Linked DNA regions of Zea mays: region 1 is linked to region 2. A link is a contact called in public Hi-C data. All regions are on one chromosome and are shown on one strand. Each heading gives the region's core, a stretch centred on a gene start, on an enhancer-like site or on the middle of the called end of the contact. The rest is flanking DNA. Distances are from core to core; before and after follow the strand shown. Region 1 has its middle 51 kb from the start of LOC103629915. Region 2 holds the start of LOC100382256 (sugars will eventually be exported transporter4a).

Region 1 (2,700 bases), core at 41-2,540, 400 kb before region 2:
CTTGTCAGCTGGACGTTACTCCATTATTAGTTTGACTGAGACTACGAGGTTTTTTTTTGTGTGTGTAAGGGGGGTCCTAGCTTAGTTTTTGAGAGGTTTTTGGGGTCCTAGCTGCGAGAACGGCAGCCACATCGGCCAGCTCTGCTGAGAAATAAAAGGCCGGGGCCGCGGATGAATTAATGCAGCTCCGTTGCCTTGCCCCCAACTACATCAACTGGATAAGGTAAAGAAGTTGTTTATTATGCAATGTTATTAGCGTGGACTCAACGTAAGCATGCATGCAAGATAAAAAAAAACTGTGAGAAGCTAATTACTACTAAATTATGTTGGGTGACAAGTGCTTGCCCATTGACACTGCCTGCATGCTTCCCAACTATAAGTGCATGTCACGCATGTATGACAAAAAAGCGCACAGAACACACGTGTACGTGGAGCCCAACAAGATCACACCGGTAACTAAAATAACTTGGTGTGGAAGCGAATCGTGATATCGATCGATCTCACCGAAAGAACAAATACCTTGCTTAATCCGTTGTTTATTTTCGATGGCTAATGACCGGTAGAATCATGATTATACGTGGGACCGTGCCTTGTCAGACTGATGGCTACACCACCGTATCGTTGGATTCTTCTCCAAATCTCACATGGTCTTGCCCATTAAACAATTTCTGTTACTTTAAGTGTTAGCTAGTTGCTATCAACATCATGGTCTTTACTGCAGGATTTGCAAAAAAACCTCGTCGTTTCACTGAGGCCATGTTTGTTTTATTCTAAGATTATATAATCCACTTTATGGATTATATAAATACCTATGATTATTGTAATCTAGGCATCTAGATTACATAATACACAATAATCTGTGTTGTTTGTTTACCTCTCAACTTATTTAAACTAGATTATATTATTTAAATGGTAAACAAACAGGATCTAAGTTTCGTGTGTTGTTTGGGTAGCCAGCGAAAATTGGACAATCTTTTGTCGACCGAAGTATAGCCCACAGAAATAAAGCAATTTTCAGAACAACAGGACCGACTAAAATTCCTTTAGTGCTTGTTTGGCAACCTTATTTTACCAAATAATTTCCATTTTACCAAAAAAATTAGTTTATTTTCCCTTTAAAAAATTACCAAACTAGCCCTTACATGGGCCTAATTTTGCATAGTGTCGGAATTTGAGCACACATGGTCGATTGAAATTACATCCCTTTGACCACAGGTATGCCCTCACGCGTCAATGACGTCTACCACATGCCCGCACTGCACCCATCGCCTCGTACACCACCGTGACTTGTCACCACAGCCAACCCACTTAGTCCTTTCAGTTGCATTTGGATTAGAGGAAATTGAAGGAATTACATCTCTTTCTATATAATTTTAGATACGAAAAGATTTAATTCTTTTTAATCTCCCTCAATCCATCACTAGTAAACAAGCCCTCAACCATATGCACGGCCCTAGCACAACTCCCAAACCTTCTTAGACCCTCCAACATCTAGCTCAACCACCCTGCTCTATCGCCCATGCAGATCCAATCGTCCCACCCGATCGCGTGGCCATGCCAGTCTTGGAGCCTTGCTTGTGCAGTCCATCCACCCACGTTGGTGCCACCCCTACCGCCCGCCCGCCCTGCTCAGGAATGTGCTGTGCTTGAGTCTATGTCATAATGAATATAATTTTCATTAGTTGGCCATGTAATATATGTTTCTTAAGCTAATAAATATTATTTATTAAGTGATTAGTTTACTTATTAGTATATTAGTTTGGTAAACCTGTTTCCTTTGATGTATTGGATGATTAGTTTTTAAGTTAATTAGTTTGAATATTTCGATAATGTCAATACGTTTTTTATTTTTCAATACTAATAGATAGATTGAGAAAAACATGACAAATGGGCATATGGAAATCATGCAAAAGCATGGCAAAAAAGAGAAGAACTCCACAACATCTTAAGATCTTGTGAAGAGGAATCATTGAAGGTGGTAAAAAAAGTTATCCACATACTTTAAGGGTGTGCCCGAGCACTCTTTATCCACCCCTCACCCATATTTTATGACTAGTGAAATTGGCATGGCAAATTATGGCGGAACCGTCCGAATTATTCCAACTTAAGTGCCTAAGTCCCACCTTAAAGGCTAGACTACACTTAAATGGGAATAAAACGTCAGTCCCTCGGATCTAGTCCGACAAGGCCACTACCAGGATCAAGTACCACGTACTCACTCGATGGTGAGGCACAGAGCAAATACAATAAAAAATAAAACCATACATTAAGGAGTATTAAATTTATTACAACATCATCAGAGTTTAGCAAAAGCAGTGATCATTGTTCAGAATGCAGCGGAATAAACTAACAGAAAATAAACTGAGAGATGGGGAAGCCTGTCTCATCACTCCTCATGCTCCTCCTCTGCCAAGTCACTCCACCAACCATGTCCTCCAGAGAACCTGTAAAATTATGCCACAAGCAAGGCTGAGTATACTAATACTCAGCTAGACTTACCCGGTGTGAGGAGTCTACTCCTCTACCTCTAGACATGCAGCTGTTTGGCTGAGGGGTTGGGTTTGCCAAAAGCGCTAGATGAGTCTAAAATCAAGTTTTAGCTTTTCAAGTTTTAGTGTGACTCTCTTAAGACTAAATGTGTACCTATCTAATCATACATGGTATCAAGCATTTAGCAATCAACAACTTTTGCCAAGTCAA
Region 2 (2,741 bases), core at 24-2,523:
CTTTAGCACATTGTCGATGAAGGCCCTGTTGTTTATCCTCTAGATTATATAATTCAGCTCAAATAAGTTAATAGACAAACGAACTACATAGATTATTAGGTGGATTATATAATCAAGATACTTAAATTATAATAATCTATAAATAGGTCATTAGATGCTTATATAATCTTATAAGCTGAATTATATAATCATATAAGGAAACAAACAGAACCCAAGTCGTTGGATGGATGGTTTTGCACCTCGAAACACTGTTGCGTGCCGGTTTATCCACAGGTTCAGCAACATAAATGGATGACGGTGTTCCTGTGCTGATATGCGATGTGGGAACGAAGGCAGCTTAATCTCCCAAGGTCTGCTGGTCGTCAGATGTTCGGTTGGGGCACCGCCAAACTCGTGCCAGAACGAGCGGGCGATTGGGCATCTGAAGATTATGTGATAGCTGTCTTCATCAGATTGTTGACACAGATCGCGAGTAGGGCTTATGTCCATGCCTTTTTTTTTTCTAATCAAGTTCCCCTTGTGGTTTTTATCAAGGAATATTTGTTAAATATCAAGGAATACAATGACTTTTACAAAATATGACTAATTTTACACAAAACAACCTCTAAAAGACACCATTACAAGGCTTTGAAGACCCTAGTACTGTCAATCTGCTAGAGGGTGTTATTATGTCCAATGTATGATGATGCTTTTGGTATGTATTCTGTCGTATTTTGTTTGTTGGTTGTACTGCAGATGATAAATACAAACTTGTAATAATGTCCACATGGCTGATGAGATTTTGTACGTGAGGCCGTTCGTGCCTAGTGTTGGTAGCTACGAAGAAAATTGTGCTTCTCCCGAGATGTGTAAACAAGATCGACTGAACCCCGACACGGTGCAAACGCTGTGATGCTGCACCTAACTTACAAGAGTGAAGAAAGAAACAGAGATGAAAAGGAAAAGAGGAACACGAGAGAGTTGGCCGGCTAGGTGTGGCTGGCTCCGATCCATTCTAGTTCCCTGAGTTGGGTGCCCGCTGTTATGTTAGATAGACCCACCGAGAGGAACAGTGTGTACACCGAAAAAAGGAGACGCTTGAGAGGGAGAGCTGATTACACAGCAGGATAGCGAGAGGGAGTCAGATAGAGATAGAGCTGGAGGCGAGGGCGGGCCCCGATACCCGCGGCCGGCCGTGGCCAGAGCGTTGGAGGGGAACCACCAGCCACCTCTATTCTATTTAAGCAGCCCCCCTGCTTCACTCGCTCATCACTCACCAAGAACCAGAGAGGAGCTTCATCAGCTCATTCAATTCTCGTTCCATCCCTCGTCTCTTGTGTCCCGCCTCCGTTCCATAATTCACCAGCGTCGTCCTACCCATATCTCCCATCGTCTTCTCCCTCGCGCCATCAGCTTCCCCAAGCCAGCGGCGACCATGATCTCCCCGGACACCATCCGCACGGCCATCGGCGTCATCGGTGAGTAATCGTCAATACCTGCGCGGACTGTACCGTACCGTACCGTACCTCTGCATAGAACGCGCATATACGCACAGAGCATGCTGCAACATGTATGCAGCAGAGAAGGCCAGCCTGGAGCCTGCTGGTTGCTTGCTGCCTCCCTTTGGTAGATGGCACTAGCAGGTCATGTGGGTTGCCGGGCTGTTTTCATGCTCCAGCCTTCCTGCCTGCACGCGCTCACTTCCTCCTTTATTAGTTTCTATCCACCTCTTTTTTTCCTTTTGCCAAGCTTTGCACATGCATGTCTAGAATTCCAGATGTCCTCGTCACAAGCTCTTTTTCATATCCTTGTCAATGAAGCCTTAACCTATTAATTCCCCGGGTTTCCTGGAGATCTAAACATTTTTGTTTCTCATACTAGCTTGGTCATGTTTTTTTTCACTACAGTATGATTCAATTGCAGAGTTCGTTCTTGCGTCAAGCTGGTTATTAAATATTCACCTCTCTGTTAATTTTTTGTTTTTGTCTACTATTTGTTGCAGGCAATGGAACTGCACTCGTGCTCTTCCTCTCCCCAGTGTAAGAATCAATTCATTCATTTTGTCTCTCAGTACAGTAAGAAACAAAAAAAAAAATAAGTTTTAAAAAACATGCAACAATATAATCATAGTACTAGCTAGTACGTGCGCATACATACATACAATTCGACAATTCGTACGACGTATGCATGGCATGTATGAATGCATATATAACACTCACATATATATACATGTGACGTACAGGCCTACGTTCATCCGCATCTGGAAGAAAGGGTCGGTGGAGCAGTACTCGCCGATCCCGTACGTGGCGACGCTGCTGAACTGCATGATGTGGGTGCTGTACGGGCTGCCGGCGGTGCACCCGCACAGCATGCTGGTGATCACCATCAACGGCACCGGCATGGCGATCCAGCTGACCTACGTGGCGCTCTTCCTCCTCTACTCGGTGGGGGCTGCGCGGCGCAAGGTGGTCCTGCTGCTGGCCGCCGAGGTGGGCTTCGTCGGCGCCGTCGCCGCGCTGGTGCTCAGCCTGGCGCACACGCACGAGCGCAGGTCCATGGTGGTCGGCATCCTCTGCGTCCTCTTCGGCACCGGCATGTACGCCGCCCCGCTCTCCGTCATGGTACGTACGCGTACGTACGTATATATATATATACGAACGACTCTCGCCCTCCTGTCGGCCGGCCGGCGGCGGCTCTGTCGTCGGCATCAAGGGCTTCGATTCTTTATGTTGGAGAGAATATGAAAAGTAGGAGTGGGGCTG

What was found. A called contact is a pair of places that touch in the nucleus more often than the background predicts.
Region 1: a Hi-C map of tassel shows a contact between it and region 2, with 2.4 times the contacts expected there. The contact joins the enhancer-like site here to the promoter of LOC100382256 in region 2. A contact is called at or near these places in 3 of 25 Hi-C or Micro-C datasets (bundle sheath, ear and tassel).

The regions. Positions count from the first base shown.
Region 1 is chr5:129,944,316-129,947,015 of Zm-B73-REFERENCE-NAM-5.0, reverse strand. No RefSeq gene overlaps it. Among protein-coding and RNA genes, the nearest start is that of LOC103629915, 51 kb to the left of the region's middle. Within about 2 kb of position 1,290, at least 11 of the 20 cell types and tissues checked have an H3K27ac peak or open chromatin away from gene starts, as enhancers often do. A contact at or near this core is called in tassel, where this site is marked.
Region 2 is chr5:129,543,037-129,545,777 of Zm-B73-REFERENCE-NAM-5.0, reverse strand. LOC100382256 (sugars will eventually be exported transporter4a) reads left to right here and starts at 1,273. Exons shown (of 5, transcript NM_001175008.1): 1 at 1,273-1,457; 2 at 1,982-2,018; 3 at 2,222-2,600. The coding sequence starts at 1,415.